4 separate regions of the Mus musculus genome follow, and regions 1, 2 and 4 are each linked to region 3. A link is a contact called in public ChIA-PET and promoter capture Hi-C data. All regions are on one chromosome and are shown on one strand. The core of a region is the stretch at or near the end of the contact, and the rest is flanking DNA. Distances in the headings are between cores, read along the strand shown.

Region 1 (4,962 bases), core at 841-3,340, 470 kb after region 3:
TAGCTGCTCACTTTTGTTCTTTAGATCTCACCTACAGGATGATCTCACAGAGACTTCCCTAACCAATATGTGCAGTGGTTCCTTCTATCTATTCTCTCTCCTCTTTCTCTTGGAACATTAATGACCTACAATTTCCTTCACTTTTACAGTTATTTTTGCCTACCAGCCCAGTGACTTTTCTAGTGCTCATTCCCAAATGCTTGACATTCACTAGGCTGTCAAAAATGTTTCTTCAGTTCATTAGTTACCTATTATCTGCAAAGTTGACATCATCCCTTTGTCCCTGGTATCATAACTCTGAATACTACCTCTCTTCTTAGGGATTCCATAATAATGTCGCCTCTACTGTCCTGTTCTTGAATACTTACCCAAGCTGACCTGTGTGTGTGTGTGTGTGTGTGTGTGTGTGTGTGTGTGTGTGTGTGTGTTCTGCCTGTACTTCTGTGCATCATGTGCATGCAGTGCTTTCAGAAGTCAAAAGAGAGCAGATACTTTGGGACTGGAGTTACACACTGTTGTGAGTTGCTATATGTGTGCTAGGAATTAAACCTGGGTCCTCTGGAAGAGCATCCAGTGCTCCTAATCACTGAACCAAATCTCAAGCCCTCTGAGCTCAATTTTAACAAAGAGCAAAATTCCTAGAAATAATGAGACCATCATACCCTCTGTCCTGGAATAGGCCTTTTCAGAGGTCAAAAACAACATCTCGCCAATATTCTATTACAACAGGAATCTGACATCATGCCTCCAGCAGTTCTAAGGACTCATTTTGGACTTCTAGTAGTCAGTGCATAATCTGGATTCTGAAGGTGCCAATTGTACCCTCTCTTTGCCCATGTCCCTTAGTTATCCCCTTAAACCTCCTTTCAGGGTCTCACCTCTCATAGCACTTCCCATAACAACCAACCAATACTGCTCCTATGCATAGAGTACTGACACACTGATGTGAAACTTGGTTATAAAGAAAAGTACATGTCCTGAATTATATTTTATTGCTGAATAGTAATAATTCATTTACAAAGACACAAAAGAGGTTTCCTTAGCCACTGTGGTCTCTGTCCTACAAAAGAATGAAATCTCAAACTTTTGTCAAGGCATTAACTAATACTGTATTATTCTACTAATTTTTAAGATCCCTAATATCTTTCAGTATAAGAATTTTCTCTTGATGAAGAAGAGGGCATACTCTTATGACATACTTATATCTGAACACAAAAGTTGACAGATGTTTCTAAGTATATTTGATATGTTTAATTTTCTTCAATGGCACTAAAATATCACTTTTTGTCTAGCTTTTTACCTTACCCAGACAGCTACACACAGAAAGTTTTTATCCAAAAGCAGATGTACTCTGGTTCTCTGCCTATGAAAATCTTATTTACAATGTTGTATATTCTCATGGTGACCTCATATCTGGAACCCATTCCTCACCCCATCTGCAGAGAACAACTGTTCTCACATGTGGGGGGTAGAGGGGAAGGAGAGCCTCTGGCTGTGGAGGCTTATGATGTCATAGGCCAGGAGGAATCACTTACAAACTTCTGGGAATGTGGGCTGTTATATTGATCAGATCTTTCATTTTGTGTTAATGCCAGCAAAAAGTCACTTCAAATGGAAAAATTAAAAGGAGGCAAAAACTAATACTATTGCAGGACACCGATCCAACCCTATCTCGTAAAGGTGTGCTTCTATAACAAAGCTGGTTTTCTCTCAAGTTCTAGCAATTGAAGTTCCCCTCACTCTTCTTCAAAAGGCAGTATCTTGATTTTTATTCAGCCTGCAAAAGAAATACTTATTCAGCATAAGCTTAGTAATAAGCAGTGGCCAAGCCCCAGAGTTGGACTATCATGTACAGTATGTGTGGCCATGCAGTAAGGAAGTGAAAAATCAAATTGGGGACACAAAAGCCAAACAAAGGTAAGAATTTACCATATAAACAACAAAGCTGACTTCTAGAGGGCAGTCACACCCAACTAAGCTTAGAAAATGTGAGGGTGACATTTAAGTTCAGACTGCTCAGGGACAGGCAGTGCTACACTTTGATGGGAGGAAACAACTCAAGCTCCAGGACAGCAAGAGCAAAGTCCAGCAGAGTCCTACATTTAGTTTCATTTTGGGTGGTTATTGATGTTGCCTACGACAACGATGCTGGTGGTAGTGGTTTTGATTTTGGTCTTGTGAGACAAGGTCTCACTATAAAACTTACTAGATAGATCAGGCTAGCCTCAAAAATCACCAAAATCTACCTGCTTCTGCCTCCCAAGTACTGGGACTATCAGTACAAGCTACCACACCAAGCAAGCACAGGTTTTAGAGGGGAAATCTGGAAGTCCAAGATAATCAGAACATAGGACATTACTGGAAAGGGGTGTCAGGAGACAACAATGAGAAAGGCACATCAAGACCTCACATAGGAACAAGGAAGGCCAAGACACTTGCAGGTAAAGTAAAGTATACAGATGCCAAACCATGAGAAGCAAACAAATATGGTTTCTATTCTCTTAAGAGAGACTTCTCAGAGACATCCAGGAGAAATAAAACCAATGGTATTTCTAAATCAAAAGGACCAATGATTTGTGAAAAATTAATGATGTGTTCCAGAATCTACATCAATTACACGTACTATGGACACGGGTAACTATAAAAAGATGATAAAACCAGAGACGCTGATATCTGTTGTTTGGATGAATCTTCCACACAAAACACAACTAAGTCTGAGTTTTCAGAATGAGAGAAGGTGGGACTCAGTCAGCATTGTACATATTTATATACTTGTGTTTATATATGTGTGTAGACATGTAGACATGGGTGTAGAGGCTAGCAGTCAACACAGGGTGTTTTCCTCAATAACTCTCCACCCTGGCTTTTCAAACCAGAGTCTTTAGTGAAGCCGAGCTAGCCAGGTAGCTAGCAAGCCCGAGAAAAGCTCCTCTCTCTGCTTCCCTGCACCACTCCTCCCAGCCTTTATGTGAGAAGTGGAAATCCAATCTGGGTTCTCATGCTTGTGTGGTAAGCACTTTACTGAAAGCCCCAACCCTCACTTAATAATTTTAATTGAGTCAGGTACAACATAGTAGTATTTCTACCCAAGAATTATGAAAGACCCTTAATTCAAAGAAGGCATGTTCCTGCTTTCTTCTCTTGCCTTGTTACCTACTAGCTGCCTCGATGTCACACCAGAGCAAACCGAAGCTGCCTTATCCCATAATGTTTCACAAGTTCACCCTACAGCACTCTCCCAACAGGAAGTATTCCTGGCTCAAAGATAAATGCTCAAAGAACATCTGTTCAGCCACACCAGTGAATAGCCTGGGAACAGATTATGCAAATTGCAAAGCATTCAATAAATACTGTTTACTATTTCCTCTACAACTTTACCCATTTTTCCAGTCATTCACTATTCATGTGCTTCAGGCACACTGAACAATTAATTCAGTGATTGGCATAGTCTAACCCCACTACCTACTCAGTCTTAACAGTTCAACTGGCTACTTCACTTGGAAAGCTCATTTCCTTATACTTTTTTGCTCAACTGCACCAATCCCCAGCCTGGCTCATATAGATCTCTCCCAATACAACATTCCTAGGCAACATTGACATGAGCTACAAAGGCTCTCTCTTCTCTTCTCTCAAAGGTTTGCCTATGAGAGTCTAGTGGTACTTACCACCTATACATGCTATAGATCTAAGAAGCACAAACCCTGCACCATGTCAAAGCACAGAGTACAGAACAGGGAAAAGTTTAATAAACAAGATTACTGTCATTCCACATACTCAGGGGTTAAATAACCTGTAAGCTTTAAGCACCTGGATAAGTGTTCCTCTCTTCAAGCCTTCTGAAACATCCTCCTTGGACATGTAGGTTTCAAATATGCTCTTTTTCTTCCCTCGCATGGACTTGTTCTTTGACTTTTTGTCACCTGGCGAAGCACCAACAGCACTCGGGCCAACCACAGAGGACACACCTAGAAACATGAGGCAGCAATCAACTCTCCCTGAGTTACACATCTCTATGTTTTTAACTGGAGGTGTTATGATGTCACTGTCTTTTGTTGTTGTTCTTGTTACCTCCAAAGGCCAGCGAGAGAATGAATGAACCTTTCCAGTGATGATTTCAAACAGCCACAAAAAGGAAAGAACACGTAAGACAGCATAAATGAAGAGGGTGAAGCCTAAGTGACCGCTGCAGTATGCACGGAGCAAAATCTGAATAATGGGTCTGGGATACTTTGCTAGTTGCAGATACAAACCTTTAAAAATAGGAATTATTAAAAGTGTCACATTTCTGGAGGAAATAAAATGGCTGTACAACAATCAACTAAAACCATAAGAGCATGCCTAATTCTAGAATAAATAACATAGTTCATTAAAATAATTAGTCTCCTTCAATCCAAAGAATTCCCTCCACCTCCACACCCAGTCCATTTGTATTTCAAGTCTCCAGTTGCCAAGGCAAGCTCCATTTTCTTTTCTATACCTCTGGGGGTCCCCGGAGACCGAAGGTTCAGCTTGTAGTCAGGATGGTTCATTACTGGTTCCAAGGTGGCGTCTTCTCTCCAGATTCAGGGACCCACTACTATTCAGCTCAGAGTTCCTCCTGCCTTCAGCAGCTCAGTTGTCACGAGCTAAAATCAAAAAGAAACTGGTGACTAGAGAGCAATTACCTGTGATTTCCTTTGTCCCCTTAGAAATTGAGTACGAGACACAGCAAAGGCAATGTGGCATTCTCCTGGGTAGTCATACAATCTATGCTGCATTTTTATCCAAGGTCTACACATTCACAGATACACTACATTGCTCCTTTGGAGCATTTCAACTAAAAATTTCCACTAATGAAGCAATGAAGTAGAAAATAAGAAAGTAGGCAAATCTGCATAGCATGGAAGACTCTAAAAGCTGTAATGGAGGAAGTTTGAAAGTCCAACAATCCCTTTTGGACAGAAGAGATCTTGGAGGATACAA
Region 2 (5,056 bases), core at 2,397-4,896, 360 kb before region 3:
AGAGAGGCCCCTTGGTCTTGCAAACTTTATATTCCTCAGAACAGGGGAGTGCCAAGGCCAAGAAGTGGGAGTGGGTGGGTAGGGAAGGGGGGGGAGGGTATGGGGGACTTTGGGATAGCACTTGAAATGTAAATGAAGAAAATACCTAATAAAAAATTAGATGTTAAAAAAAAAGAGTTAGACCCCATAGGTAGCTCCAATGTTTGCGTCTGTTTCCTGTAGGTAATCCTAATTTCTCCCCACAGCCTGGGGCATTTTTTAACTCTATACTGTTAAGTCCTTTGCAAGCTTCCTGCTGTATCCCACCAGGTTGAGATGCTGGTGTTCTCGTAGGCATTTATTTAAAACCAATAAAAGAAAGGGGGCGGCTCAGTGAGCAAGGGTGAGGGCCTGAGTTCAGACCCTCAGAGCCTATGCAAAGCTGGACACGGCCGCGTTCATCTGAAATCCCAGCAGTCCTACAGTGGATGGGAAGCTGAGACAGAGAATCTCTGGAAGCTTAAGGGCCAACAAGCCTGACTTATGCACTGGTGAACAGCAAGAGACCCTGTCTCAAACAACACAGGGGTGAAGCCTGACACTCAAGGTTGTCCTCTGACCTCCATTCATATGCCATGGCACACAAATGCCCACATTTACACATGAACACGCTCTCACACATACACATCACGCATGTACACAGATTTGAAAGAAAGAGAAAGAGAGAAGGAGGGAGGCAGGGAGGGAGAGAGACAGAGACAAAGAAACAGGGGGGGGGTATCTAGAAAGATGGCTCAGGGGTTAAGAGCACTTGCAGGAGACCTGGTTCAGTTCCCAGCACCTGCATCCAGTGACTCACAGTCACCTGTAACTACAGATCTAGGGGATCTAACACACTCTTCTGGCCTCCAAAGACACACGTGCATGTGTCATACACAGAGAGACACACAAATAAACCTTTAAGGCAAATAAATAAAGTAAGCACAATAGGGATTGTACATAATAGTTCACCAGGGTAACTATGGTTAGCTACTCATTTGTGGCACTTGGAGGCTGACCTAGCTTCTGAGCAGAAATATGTCTTTATTACAGAAATACATAACCAGCATTTCTGTGTGTTCAGGAAAATGTATATGACCTTGGGTAAACTATCAAACATCTGTATATCTGGTTTCCTTATCGTAGGAGAACGGAGATTCTCAGATAAATTAATTCATGAACTTATACCTGTTTGCATATAAGCAAGTGTGCACTATGTGCCAGGACCCACACATGAGGAAGAACATGCAGTCTTATCTCCTCTCTGCACCTAGGTCTCCTCACTGAATGGTGTACTTTCTGAGTCCATCTACTTTTCTGTAAATTTCATTTTTCTTCATACCCAATAACTTTCCATTTGTGTAGGTACCCATGTCTTCATCATCTCTCCCTCTGTTGGTGGACATTCAGGTTACCCCACGTCATTGCTATAAACATGGACGTACAGATATCTGTGAAGTAGGATCTGGGGTTTGGGAGCATATGCCCAAGAGTGGATTGGGTCGGTCAGAGTTATTAATTTTTTGTTTGTTTTTTCATGTGAGTGTGTATTGATGAATTAGTGAATAAAGATGCACTTGATAGTGAAAGTGTAACACTCTTAAGTGAAGCCCTATGGCCATTCTAAGTAAGTAAATTTTGCTGATACATCTGTATCTACTTATGTCTAGTCTATATCTATGTGCGCATATCTCTCTTTCGATTATATATATAATTATAATATATAATATTATATATGCATATATATGTATAATCAAGATAGGGAGAGGGAGAGTTTGGGACTGTGCAAGTGTTTGAGTGACTGTATGACTGTATTAATCTAGCTGCTGAGTAATATTGATCTGTAATTTAGTTAGAATATATATGCTTTATTGTTAAAAAAAAAAGCAGGGATGAGTGGATGAGAGATTACTTCCCTCTGGCATTCAGTGGCAAAAACCAGAACCAACATTTGTGGCAATCGGATGTCATACTAGGCAGACATCTGAGATTCAATGGTGCCTACTTCCTGCATCCATGTCCTACTGTGACATATGGGCTGTACCTAATGGCGGCTCTCTGACAAGCAGAGCATGGCAGAGTGATGGGATGCCACTTAATGTCACTTCCACGAGCACATCACAAAAGTCTGTGGTTCTGGGAGATGGCTCAGCTGAGAAAGAGCGTGGCATGCAAACGAGAGGTCAGGATCCAGGTCCCCAGAACACAAAAGCTAGGTGGGCCTGGCTGTTCCCAGCACTCAGCGGGCAGAGGCGGTGATCCTCACAGTAAGCTAGCTAGCTAGACTAGCTGGATTTGACTAGTTCCAGGTCTAATGACTGACCCTGCCTCAATAAATAAAGTGGAGATTCTTCAAGGAAGACATCTGACTTCCATAGCTGAGCGTGCTCACGTGGAGCGCATCACACAGCCATGTCCTTGAAGAGAGAGATCTCTGGAATCTTCTGCAGCCTCAATGAAGCAAGGTGTCATGGCAGAGAGGCAAACAAACAAAACAGAGCAAGCTGCCCAGCCATGACCAGCAGGAAACAAGGCCCTCAGTCCAGCAATCCCCAAGGAGGCGTGCAGGCCTGCCAACAACCCAGGAGGCCTGTGTGCCTTCTCCACACAGCCTTGTAAAGAGGCGTTCTGGCCCTCAGCCACCTTGCCTCCAGCCAGTGAGAGCCCCTGAACAAAGAACGCGGCCAAGCCCTGCCCAGATTCCTGACTCACAGAAACCTAGAGTATAAGTATGCCCTGCTTCTTGGCAGTACCGGTTGGGTTAATTTATTACCAGCGGTAGGTCACAAAAAACAATAGCTCATCGGAGGCTTACATAAATATGGGCAGTGTAGCTATTAGCATTGAGAAATGAAAGCAATGGGTTAAGAGGCAAGGTTTTGGTACCAGCTAGGATGGGTTTCAATCTTGGAGCAGCTTACTATCTATGTGGCCTTGGGCAAGATGATCTATGAACATATGTATCTTTAAAATGCACCTGATTCTCAACTTGTAGTGAGGGCTCAGGGCTACACAGAGAGGTTATGCAATCTGCTTAGTTCAGTGCCTGCCACGCAGTAAGCACCAGGCAGAAGGAAGCCGTCACTAATCATAATTCACTGTAATAGTAACAATTGATTAAGACCTCTCGAATAGAGCAGCTGGTGTCCCCTGCCTGGGAGCTGTCAAGCTGAGCCCTGACGGCCATGTAAAGCAGTGATTAAAAGTGCTGGCTTAGTTGGCAAACCGCTTGGCATATGTGCACTGGGACTTGAGAAGATTCACAACTGTCACATAAAAAAGGGGCACAGTGGCGTGCTCCTTTAACCCCCACAGGGGAAGTTTGAGACAGGAGGGGAGGGTGCAGGTAAGATTCGGAGGATGGCCGATCAGGTAGCCTGGCCAATTAGTGAGCCCTGGGTTCCATAAGAAAAACAGAAAACAATAAGAGAGAGACCTGGTGTTCACCTCTGACTTCCACGTGTGTGTGCACGTGTACACATACTAACACAAAAGTGACCAGAACCCAAGAGGATCATAAACACTTACCCAATCTCAGACTCAGGGGGCGGGTCAGTCAGTGGTGGGGCGTCCATTCTTAGTCAACTTCCGATATTACCTTGCAGCCAGGGGCCGTTTGGGTCATGTCAACCTGCACCTCAGTGGCACCTCCCCTTTTGCCTGGCTCCTAGGGAGGTGTGTCTGGCTCCCTGCCTAGGTGCAGGGCACCCAGCAAGGTAAACACCCAGACAGGAAGTGCCTGTCCCAGGAATGGGGCCAGCTATAGGGAGGCAGGTCTGAAGGTCAGGAATGTTTCCCAGGGAGGCTTTTCCAGGCTATAGTACTCAGGGACAGGTAGGGAGCTTGTGTGCTTATGTGGGGGACACACAGACCTGCACTGAGGTGCCCGGACAGGACCGTGGATGGGAAAGGAAGAAACTGAAGCACTTATGAGGGGGCCTAACACCCAGGAACTTCTGGCTGGCAGGTGAGCAAAATATATGTTTATTTTATCTTATTTTTTAATGAAATGAGATCAAGGAAACCGTAGAAGAGAGGTCACTGCTGGGGAAGTGCAGAGTGTTGCAAGCATTGATTGAGAAGAACTAGGAAAGAGAAGGCAGCCAGACTGTCCATGGGAAGGAGAACTTGGCTACCCTTGCAAGATTCCAGCAGTACCTATGAGGTCCTGGCTATGCCTGTGAGCTCCCAGCCCATCTTGGCTTAGTGATTCTCCCAGCCCAGCGTGTTTCAACATCTGTGAAGCACGAAGCAGGGTGACCCCTCTTTCCAGCTCCTATACCTCCAGCTGTGGAGACTAGGGAGACAATGTACTGCAAAGGACAGGTCAATAACTTACAGGGCCCTGTGCAACAGGAACGTGCAGGGCCTCTTGCCAAAAACCGATAAAGAATCAGAGAGAGGCAGAAGCCTCATGTTAAAGTAACTGCAGAGCCCTCCAAGACCAGGGCACTCACTCCCCATGGTGCTCGCCCTGGTTGTAAATGTATGTGTAGACTGTGAAGTGCTGTGATTTCCGTGTGCTGTTGGCTCAAACCTCAGGGTTAAGGTGTGCTCTAGGGAGGAGACTTCACAGCTATGGAGTAACAGCCCCTGTGTTGCTGCCCCACTGATGTTGCTCCTCCTGCTCAGGGACCATTTCAGGACAAAAGACCCTACCCTCAGAACCCTCCAGATTTGTGTGCTTGGTGGCCAAGAAGCCAGAGTATGTTGTGACTCGGTTGAGAAAACTCAGCTGGATATAGCAATAGAAGGTTCTTATTTCCTGTCTTGACCAATATGTGGGATATTCACGAAGCCATCAGCTGCAGGGAGCTGGACTTGGGATTCCTGTAGTTTTGGCTACTCTGCTATCTCAGCTAGTGACCAATGTCTTGTTGCCTTGAGAGAAATGGCTGTCTTAATGCAGAGAGACATTAAGGCTCTGGTTGGGTCCCCCCACTGTGTTTTCCTTTCCCCTCCCCCTTTCTTCATCTTGGCCCACATTTGATGTTACTTAGTCTCAGAAAGGAGAAGCCAGAGTCTCCTTGGAGACTCC
Region 3 (5,366 bases), core at 2,638-5,137:
CCTCTAAAGTCACTTTACTAGAGTTTGGTTGAAGAAGGACAGTCACCTAGGACTTCTCATTTTTGCCAGCCCAAGAAAAGTGTTCTATTCCTTTCTTTTCTAGTGGTTTTCTTTTAGACACTACTAGGAAACAAAAAGAAAACAAAAACAGTTAAGGCAGAGAAGAAACAATGCTATTATCATTTTGAAGCCATCTCAGACTCCTTTCTAAGCCAGCAAATAGGAACCTCAATGGACTTCATTTTGTCTTTTTACGCCCTGACCTTTATTTTAGTTTTGGCTGTGCTGGTAATAAAATCCAGCACCTCCTTCACAGAAGGCAAGGACTCTACCAATAAACATTGCTTTCTCTCTCCTGCCCCCCCCTTCCCTTTCTCTCACATCTTATGAAAAGAGGTCTCTCTATGTAGCCATGGCTGTCCTGGAACTCACTATGTATACCAGGCAGGCACTAAACTCAGAGCTTCGTCTACCTGGGATTTTAAGAGTGTGTGCCCCCATACCTAGGCTGCTTTCATCTCCTCTCTGCACATAAGCAGAGACCTAAGCAAAGGCAGGCCTGCTTTTCAGAATCGGTTCTTCCTGGCTTAAAGCAGCAGCACTCTGCAGGCTAACCTATCCAATTCATGTTCAGACTAAGTGACACTTGGGTTAGCTTTCCAAGTTCCTGTCCAGGTAATTCCCAACACCGTCCGAACTAGGCAAATTCTGTGCAGGGAGGAACTTTAATTTTCCACTCTTATCTCTAGCAACACACACGAACATAAAACAAACATGTTTAAGGGATGGATCTCCAAACATCAAATTAGGTAGTTTAGAAACACTTAAAAATAGGCCAAAAGCTAATGACAGAAAGAGAACCATATAAAATAGGAACCAAATCAAGGCTGGCCTTCCAAAACCCAGGACCTGAAAACCAAGTTTATCACAGTTGGGGCTGTACTTCTTGAGAGGGCATCTTAGAGTTTCACATGTTAATAACATGAAAGGCAATGAGACCTTACCACTTGTTGAGTCTAATGACCACCCTTTAAAGCTATTAGCAGCTTTGGTCACACTTAGAGGCAGAGCCCACATATTAAAGGAGGTTAGAGGGCCTCTTTAATCTGTGTCCATCAGATCATACTACTGCACTCACTGGAGACTACGCTTTGAGAATGATTCTGGAAAATTCTGGGGAGATGTTATAAAGAGTACAGACTCCAAATAAGGAGCAACATTCTACAAACTGCAGGGTTTTCACAAGAAAATCTGAAATGACAAAACCAAAACCAGGGACAAGGGTACCATTTTAATTGCTAATTTCAAATAAAAGCAAGCTTTTATTTTTGTCCTTTATTGCAAAGTTAGAAGACAGGTGGGGTTGAAGAGATAACTCAACAGTTAAAAGTACTAACCGCTCTTCCAAGTCCTAAGTTCAATGTGAGCAATCACATGGTAGCTCACAACCATGTGTAATGAGATCTAATGGCCTCTTCTGGTATGTCTGAGGACAGTGACAGTGTCTCATATACAAAATAAATAATTGAAAAAAAGAAGAAGAAGGAGGAAGAGGGCATTAAAAGACCCTACTCTTTACAACAGCTCATAGTTATAAACAATTAAACCACCCAGCAAATGTTGATAAAGACACTTGAACAAAGTAGAAGAGTGAGCCTGAGCTGGCCCTTTAGGCTATCTTGCACTAGTTACTTAACCTTGAAAAGCCTCATTTTCCTTAACTATCAGAAAACATGCCAAGATCTCTTTTGCAGAGTTATTAGGAAGAAGCTAGTGGGAAATAGAGAGGAATATAATACATGCAATAGGGACTTGGGGGACAGCTAGAAGAAAAAAAGCGAGCTAGAGAGGGACCACAGCGAGTCCAGTGGGGGCAGGGAAGAAGGAGAACAAAGTAATGGCCTGAGTATGAAGGTGTCCTAATAGAACCTGCTACTTTCTATGCTAACCTAAAAAGTTAGGAAACAAATCCACAGGGATGCCTCTGGGTGGCTGCAGTGGCTAGACTAAGAATGACCACCATAGGCTCATATATTTGAATGCTTAGTCACCAGGGAGCAGAACTGCTAGGAAGGATTAGGAGGTGTGTGGCCTTGTTAGTTAAATAAATAAGTAAAAAAGAAAAAGAAAAAACTTGTCATAAGAGTTGCCCGGCCGGGCAGTGGTGACACACACCTTTAATCCCAGCACTCGGGAGGCAGAGGCAGGCGGATTTCTCTGAGTTCAAGGCCAGCCTGGTCTACAGAGTGAGTTCCAGGACAGCCAGGGCTACACAGAGAAACCCTGTCTCAGACCCCACCCCCACCCCCCAAAAACAACAACAACAAAAAAACAGTTGCCTGGTCATGGCATCTCTTCAACAGCAACAGAACAGTGACGACGACAGTGGCCAACATAACCATCCTTATTCAAGACAGGCAACCTAAAAACTATCTTCTTAGGATGCAGTTTGATTTGTTCCAATAGGAGAAGAAGGGAGGAAGGGCTGCAGGTATGAAGCTAGGTATTGCAGGGCCTATGACAGGAGACCAATGGATCTCTATCCTGCTGGACTCTGCTAATAAGCAAGGTGGAGAAGACATCAGGTCTTTTCTCAAGAAGCAGAGCTCACTCAGCCACCATGAAAACCTAAGGAAGAGCTGGCTGTACAACTGGAATCCCCATCCCAGTACTTCCTGAGTCTGCACCTCTGAACTCACTGTATTGAAAACCTGCAGCTTCACCACCTATCAGTGAGTCCACTTTCCCTTCACAGCTCATGCTCAGCATTTTACACAGTACCTCTAAGTATTGCAGAGCGTGATGTGGTCCTTCCGGTCCTAACCACTACAGAGGTGAGATCGATGGCTCAGACTGGAGGACTTTTGTACTGTCAAACAGCTGGTGGGCTTAAAACTAAAAATGTAGGCCTTTGAATGATAAACCAGATTTGATCACTACAAACCATAGAGAGGAGGGAGCACTGCAATCTACCCAGGGATACAATTCTTGTGAAACACTAACTTAAGTGGGGCTAGATGAAAACGAAAATTACTTTTAAATGCTAAAAGATTTAATCGTTAGGAGGGGAATGTTCTCACCCCCCCATCCCCCACCCCAACACATATTTCTTCTCTGTACTTCCCAACTGTTCGCTGCGGGAATTGGAGATGAATGCAGGGGTGGGCAGCCACTAAGAGTTGAAAGACAGGGACGGGGTGGGGGATGAAGGGAGGGTGGTGGTCGGGGAGGAAGCAGGAAGAATCTCAGATGAAAAGCATTCCGTACTCGAGAGGCCACAGTACTCAGCGCGGCTGCCCCATTACCTCATCGCAGCTGCCCAACTCTACGACACGGGCTCTGTTACCGTCCCCGCTTGCAGAAGACAAAATCGAGGCTCGGAAGGGAGAGGTGACCTTCCCAGGACGCCGAGCGAGTGCGGGAGGGAAGCCGCGTTCAGAGAGAAGGCAGCAAGGCTGCGGAAACACCCGAAGCGCTGAGGTCCCGCCCCTCCACGCCGCCGGCAGCCCGCACCCACCAGGGCGGGGCGTCCGAAAATCTCCTTCCGGGCGGCGCGGCCTCCCCTCCCCCGGCCCGTGCCGCGCCGGGGTCCAGCGGCTCAGGGGTCCCGGCGACCTCGGCCGCGCTCTCCCGGCCCCGTCGGGCCCGCGGGCGCAGGAAGGCTCGGGCTGCGGCGGCCCGGGAGCGAGCGGCTCGGCTGAGGGCGCGCCCGGCCCCGGCGGGAGCGGTCCCGGGGGACGGTTGGGGGAAGGGGCCCCGGGGTCGGCCACGCGCCACTCACGCGTCGAACTTGTTGTTCATCCTCTTGCCGCCGCTGTCGCCACTGCCTCACGGAGTGACTTCCGCTCTACCGGGTCCCATCGCTAAGGGCCCGGCTACTTCCGGTTGGCTGGCGAGGCGCTCAGCGGAACGTCAGTGCTCAGGCCTTGGGCGGGGCCTCTTTCCCGGACGGGTGGCCCGGGACGACAGCGCTTGTTCCGACCGGGGCTGTCTTGGTGTGGCTGCTTGCACTGAGCATTGTCTACGCAGGCTGCCGGCCATCCACTTTAACCTCCCCGTGGATTCCAGGGGGAAAATGTCAGGCATAGTAACCTTTAGTAAATGGTATTCTCTGGCAGTTGATCCTTTGCTCTTGGTGTTTGGAGAGGACGAGAGAGCACTACAAACAAACTTGCAATTCTGGCTCTTGGGAAATGGCAGCAGGAAGATCCAGACCTGCCTAACCAACATAGTGAGTTCGAGGACAGCCTGGGATACATTAAGACCTTCCCTATATATTGGGTGAAGTGGGGGGTGGGGGGAGTCGAACCAGGGTGACAAACTTACTGAGGACCGAGATGGTCTCACTCATCATTGCCTCCTCAACTGAAGTCATTGTCCCCACACTCCTAAGGACTGTCCAAAACCACATCACATACACAGGAATAAATTCCCTAGTTGGTGATGTAACTCCAGAGCTATGAGGCACGCATTTTCCTGACCCATCTGCTGAACATATTACATTGTTAGATGTTTATTTTTAATCACCAGAGAGGAGGGGTAGAAATTGATGTTCGTGCCTGTATTTACAGGTGAGGAAAGTGTCCCAGGACTGGCCCGTGGTTGTCCCCTGGTCACTCAGCAAGGTCACGCTTTTTCTCCTCAGGAAGACCTCAGGGGATCATCCTATTGCCTGGCATGTAAGGGAGGCTGAGGAAGCTCTCCTGTCACACCCAGCCCAGTGGCTTTGGGCCTAGCCTTGCAAGTACTCTGGCTTTTGAGAAGAGAGAGGACGAAAGGAATTTGCAGGGCTAGGAGTCTTTCTTACAGTGTCTGAGATTGGATCAGAGATGGAAATTTGAACCCTATAAAGGAGTGTTCTAGAGAGTTCCTCTTACTCTGGACCCCAGCTTGCTCATGTGAAATGTGGGTCAGGTGAACAGGGCCTTTTTTTTTTTTTTCCGAGACACGGTTTCTCTGTGTAGCCCTGGCTGTCCTGGAACTCACTCTGTAGACCAGGCTGGCCTCGAACTCAGAAATTCACCTGCCTCTGCCTCCCAAGTGCTGGGATTAAAGGCGTGTGCCACCACTGCCTGGCTTTGTTTGTTTTTTATTTTATTTTATTTTATTTTATTTTGAACAGTGCCTCTTGACTATCCATACTGTGAAGAATTTCTAACAATGGGGGGGGGGGAGATAGTAAAACTCAAGAAATCCTTTGTGATCAGTGGGGGTGGGAGGAAGTATTACATTAGACGAATGGGACGTACTGCTGAAGGTACACATTTGTGCTGTGGCATCTAGAAGAACCTTGCTAGTTAAAATGGGTTACACTTTTAAAAATTCTAGACCTCATAAAAGCCAAGACTCTGTACTTAGATCCCACA
Region 4 (5,054 bases), core at 860-3,359, 430 kb before region 3:
CAACAAGAAGAGGGTACTGGAGCCTTTGAACTTAGAAATACAGATGGCTGTGAGCCACCACGTGGGTTCTGGTCATCAGGAAGAGCAGCCAGTGCTCTCAGCTGCTGGATCACCAATCTCTCCAGCCCTTCCGTCTTACTTTTTGAGACAGGGTCTCACTGAGCCAAGAGCTTACCAATTGGGCTAGCCTAGCCGGCCAGGGAGCTCCCGGGATCCAACTATTTCTGCCCCCCCCCCCCCCACCCGCACTGGGATTGCAGCCCTTCTTTTTTCTAGACTCTGATCCTCATGTTTGTGTGGCCAGCACTTTCCTTGGGAGCCACCTTACCCACGCCCTCGGCTATGTTATGAGTGATCCAGCAAGGTTCCACTGGGGGAAATGGTATTTCCTCCGAGGAAAGACTCTCATCTGCTCAATACAACTCTGAATGACACCTGCTCTCAAAGGGCAAAGCTGAAATGAGAAACTAAATCATCCCATGGAGAAACAGAAATGGAGACATCTTTCCAGGGCACAGAGGTCGCTAGCATGCTGATTGATTTTTGTACTTTTTCTGATTTGAGTGAGAGCAATAGGATATTGAGTCCAGAGACAAATCGTTAGGGATGTCTGGATGGTACAGAACCAATCCCGGCAGCATGCACTGGCCAGGACTAAGGAGAGAGGTGTGATCGAGGTTGCAGACCACAGCCTGTGGACCTGTGCAGTGACTCTCGGTGCTCAATCTGAAGTGTACGGTTTTCCTTTTTTGAGATTCCCCCCTAGCATAGACCAAACCTTGTATGTTGGACCACTTTCAGCTACGTGTTTCAGAATCCTATATGTACTTGAACACAAAAGAGTCATCTCACTAACAGGAAGCCCATGGGCAGGCCAGCTCCTAGACTTGTTAATTCGATGCAGCTAATCCAATAGCACCATTCAAGACCTGGCTTCATTTTATCTTTCTGCTCTGCTGTCTGCATGGTCCCATTCTCCAGTCACCTTTTCTCACGGTTGTGAAACAGCAGCAGCAATTCCAATGATCATATTCTAGTTGGGAGGGAGGGAGCCATTTTGTCTTGTGTCTGTTTCTAAGAAAGACTTTTTGATAAGACGCCCCTACGGAGTCCTTCCCCTCTGCAATTGAGTACTGTTCCCTGGGCTTAGCCTATCAACAGTTAGTGTCAGCTCTGTGCTATGCAGGAGAAGAAAACACAAACAAAGCAGACCATAACATTCTGGGATATGGAGAATTAGCAACAAGACGGCTTGGGTGCACAGAGATGGGGAGAAAAGGATAAGCCATTTAGAGGCAGAGATGGCAGAGCGTAAACACCCCTACCCCCAGACACCTGAGAATCAATTAGCTCTCCCTCCAGGCGCACAGGAGAAGGGGCAGGTGAGGGGTGCTTGTTTGTTTGCTTGTTTGTTTCTGGGAGTAAGAGTGTTCCAGAAGGCTGGCAAATGAGGGCAGGACTGGGCTTTCTCAGTAGAATCTGAGAAAAATAAAACAGATAAACTGGCTTAAAAAAAAAAAAAAAGTCAAACAAGAAAAACCTTTGAGTCTTGAAAGACCTGTGTTGCAAATTGATCAATCTCAGCAGGATCCACAGAAGGAAAGGATGCAGCGAGCAAAAGGTAATACCTGTCTCTCTACTACAACTGGCACGAGCTGGCCTTGGGTTGGTGCTTGGGACTTATTCATACTACATTTTCAAAGGCTATGGAACGACACCTCTGGGGGATGCTGAAGGGAAACTTGGCCCCAAGAATTTCCCTTTTAAATATGAACCCAGCTGCAAGATGTCCTGAGATAGTCAGAGGCTTAGAAAATAGACCTATATCTACAGCAGATAAAATAAAATAAAATAAAGCAAAGTTAAAACACAGGGCCCCAGAATATGGTTGCCAGGACACAAAGGGGTCTCCCTGTCTTCACATTGGCCATGCTAGCTTCTGAGCCTGTTCTGCATTCTTCCTTGTACAACCTCAGGAAATGTGTGTTTGAGCCACATCCTTTGCCCAGAGGCTCAGACGGAATCTTTATTTCACTTGGTGACCACTTAGAACAATAACAGCTGCCACCCGCTTCCTGAACTTCATAACAACGGCTCAACCGTTCGCCCTCCCCGACGCTTGTGACCGGCCAGCTCTGAAAACGTGGTTTTGTTCCTTCTCCAGATGCCGAACTGCCCAGAGCAATGTGACAGACATCACCAGGGACCAGGAACTTGAGTCACGCGTCTGATCTACACAGATCACGACAGGCTCTGGCTAGTGGGGTTTCCTTCTGTCTGGAAGAGTAACCTTGGCGTCTGTGGGAAAGACCATCTCAAAGCCTCTCTTCTTCTGAACGTGCATGAAAACCCACAGTACCCCAGTTTTCACAGTCCTTATCCCCAACACTGCCGGCTCAGCAGAGACAGGAAGTTCACAGAGATATTTATGCGACAGAATCATGAGCTGGGCTTTTTTCTTCTTCATAGGAAGTGTCAGGCAGCAAGAGAAGCCCAGAGGCCCCTATTCGCTTCAGTGGTGGACCTGGCTAGAGGTATCATGTCTAAAGGCTGCTCAGAGCTCTTCAGCCTCCTCAGACACAACACAGTTGTCTGTTAAGACTTCTTGTCCTGCCTCAGACCCTCCCTGGCTTCCCAGGGAGCAAAGCTACTCCAAAAGGCAACAACTGGGTGAACAGCTCACTCTGAAGTCAGCGGCCCAAGATGGATGTCACTTCCCTGAGGGGAGAGTCACTTCCTTTGTAGATTCAGGAAGGACCCAGGATTCACACGAACACCGCCTCTAGGCATGGGAACCCGGGGCCCGATGGGCTAAGTAAGCATCCTGCCTGCCTGCCTCTGGCCTCACACAGTACCCAGAGGATGTCCGCATGGACTTTAAATCAGAACACTCTCTGGGTCTGAGAATCTGCGTTAAACCTGTCTCACAGTGTCTGTGGATCCTTGCTTCAGTGCCCGGAGCAGAGCCAGGGATAGACATCCTCCACAGACACCTTCCACAGCCCACAGCACACTTCCATCTTCATCCTCCATCACCTTTGCAGCTTCTCGCCCTGCATGCACCCACCTCTTTTCCTTTGTAGAAACCGTACCCATCACGTCCACAGCCTTCCTCTTTCTTGACTGTTCCTTCCTTCATTATCTTTCCCTCATCTCATTATTCCTTTTCTTTTATGTCTTTCAGTCCCCCCCCTTTATACTGTTCTCAGCATCTCTTTCCCTCCCATTTTCTTCCCATTCTTTTTTCACCTTGCAGACTGAAGAACATGTGGCTGTCTCCCTTCTTTTTTTTTTTTTTTTTTTAAATATTTATTTATTTATTATATGTAAGTGCACTGTAGCTGTCTTCAGACACTCCAGAAGAGGGCATCAGATTTCGTTACAGATGGTTGTGAGCCACCATGTGGTTGCTGGGATTTGAACTCAGGGCCTTTGGAAGAGCAGTCGGCACTCTTAACCGTTGAGCCATCTCACCAGCCCCCTGTCTCCCTTCTTACCAAGAACTGGACATGGATGTCTCCTTACTAAGAACAAGGGCAGTAAAGAGAACAATGGCCTCCATGGAGACCATCCCTGTCATTCGTGAACAGAATTGTGACCACAGCAGGGGAGATGTAACATTCTATCTTCCTGTTTGGTCTCTTCACAGTCCCTGAACAAAGCCATGTGGCTGCAAAATCCTGAATGCACAGGACACACAGCCAAGTGCTATTCATGATCAAATACCATCCAAATAGGCAAGGAAGGGCCCATCTCAGAGAGACCACTACCCTGCCTCCCCTCCGTGAAATGGTCTTGGGTCCCATACTGCCGAAGTGTTTCAGTACCCATTTATGCCTGGAAACATGTTCTGAGCCCTGAGAAAGAAGACTTAGCTTGGAAGCAGGGTTGTGAACGCTAGTGTCTACCGCGTTAAACAAGAGAATCCTGCTGCCACCCTTCCCACCTCTGATTTTGTAGGTCTATAAGTAATGAAGTCAGAGCTGAGTCCCTGAGTGGTGGGGGTCGTGCTTCCCTCCATCAGTGAGCCTTCTGGACCACGAGATACAGATTGTCCTTGGGAAAGATTGAAGGTGGAATGAATGTTTCAACAAGGACCTCCCATAAGAAGAGCTGGGACCATGAAGGCCCTTGGTGTGTCGCTGTGCAGTCTCAGCCTTGCTCCTGCTGCTGCTGACACTAAGCAGGTTTAGGTATAAGGACTGAGTTATACAGAAACTGTGGCTAAGCTCAGGAAAGAATGCAGGTTTTGCTTCAACATGAAAAGAGGAACTGGAGTTAAAATAAGCAGTGGCCAAATACCAACGCTTCCTGAAGAATGTTTCTGCCTTGCCTTCACTGGCTGTGAGCTTTGATTTGTTCCTTATATTGTTTGTTTTAGCATGTCTGGTGTGTGTTCTGTACATGTGCATGCATGTGTGTGTGCATGAGCGTGTGCACATGCATGTGTGCCGATCTCTAACTCACTATGTACCTGAAGACTTTCCATCCTCTTAACTCTATACCTCTATCCCCAAGTGCTAAGATTACAGGGATGTGCTACTATGCCAGGTGTTACACAGTACTAGGGAACTGAACCATGTCTGCACATGCTAGATAGGCTCTCTACCAATTGAGCTTATCTACATCTCCAGCACTTGTAAATGTGTGGGGATTTTGTTGTTGTTGTTTTGTTTGCTTGTTTGTTTTTTATAGGACAAGACATCCTTATAGGTGGGGACTTTCAAACCATTTAGGCCCATGGCTTCCTGTCCCTTGGCTGGTATAGATGACCAAGAAGGTCATAGGTCAAGTGCAAGACTGAAACCAATTGTGTCCAGCAAGGCCATATCTCTTCTATAAAAACTGCCTGCTCACTGCCCTGGCTGAGGTAGCCACAGGAGGCTATGATCTGTCCTCATCTGTCAGTGGTGGGCAGGTACCTGCTTCCTAACAGCCAAGCAGCAAAGAGCTCAGTAGCTGGTGAGTGGTTCAGGCAGAGAGAGCTGTTGGTGGCTGAGCCAATCAGGTTCCCTCTGGGATCTGAGAAGAGCAGTGCTGTCAGCAGGGGAGGA

Evidence for each region. Promoter capture Hi-C pulls out the DNA fragments that hold promoters and counts their contacts. ChIA-PET counts read pairs in DNA pulled down with a chosen protein or histone mark.
Region 1: a contact with region 3 is called in a promoter capture Hi-C map of liver, with 2.9 times the contacts expected there. The contact joins the enhancer-like site here to the promoter of Eif4e2 in region 3. A contact is called at or near these places in 6 of 39 promoter capture datasets (the 3T3-L1 cell line, the C10 cell line, hippocampal neurons and 1 more) and 1 of 9 other capture datasets (liver).
Region 2: a promoter capture Hi-C map of liver shows a contact between it and region 3, with 2.2 times the contacts expected there. The contact joins the promoter of Neu2 here to the promoter of Eif4e2 in region 3. A contact is called at or near these places in 2 of 39 promoter capture datasets (both in liver), 1 of 115 datasets of contacts at active chromatin or transcription factors (bone marrow-derived macrophages) and 2 of 9 other capture datasets (adipose tissue and macrophages).
Region 4: an RNA polymerase II ChIA-PET map of memory CD8 T cells shows a contact between it and region 3, with 44 read pairs. The contact joins the enhancer-like site here to the promoter of Eif4e2 in region 3. A contact is called at or near these places in 1 of 39 promoter capture datasets (embryonic stem cells), 1 of 484 Hi-C or Micro-C datasets (the G1E-ER4 cell line) and 3 of 115 datasets of contacts at active chromatin or transcription factors (effector CD8 T cells, embryonic stem cells and memory CD8 T cells).

Annotation. Positions count from the first base shown.
Region 1 is chr1:86,744,344-86,749,305 of GRCm38.p6, reverse strand. It overlaps Dis3l2 (DIS3 like 3'-5' exoribonuclease 2), which reads right to left. Exons shown (of 21, transcript NM_153530.2): 2 at 4,478-4,625; 3 at 3,808-3,965. The coding sequence starts at 4,529. Among named protein-coding and RNA genes, the nearest start is that of Dis3l2, 43 kb to the right of the region's middle. Within about 2 kb of position 2,090, at least 3 of the 459 cell types and tissues checked have an H3K27ac peak or open chromatin away from gene starts, as enhancers often do. A contact at or near this core is called in liver, where this site is marked.
Region 2 is chr1:87,572,617-87,577,672 of GRCm38.p6, reverse strand. It overlaps Neu2 (neuraminidase 2), which reads right to left and starts at 3,646. Exons shown (of 4, transcript NM_001160163.1): 1 at 3,547-3,646. It also overlaps a transcript of Ngef not described here.
Region 3 is chr1:87,212,435-87,217,800 of GRCm38.p6, reverse strand. Eif4e2 (eukaryotic translation initiation factor 4E member 2) reads right to left here and starts at 3,887. Exons shown (of 7, transcript NM_001039170.1): 1 at 3,782-3,887. The coding sequence starts at 3,801.
Region 4 is chr1:87,637,631-87,642,684 of GRCm38.p6, reverse strand. All of the region lies in intron 2 of Inpp5d (inositol polyphosphate-5-phosphatase D), which reads right to left. Among named protein-coding and RNA genes, the nearest start is that of Inpp5d, 20 kb to the right of the region's middle. Within about 2 kb of position 2,109, at least 118 of the 459 cell types and tissues checked have an H3K27ac peak or open chromatin away from gene starts, as enhancers often do. A contact at or near this core is called in the G1E-ER4 cell line and memory CD8 T cells, where this site is marked.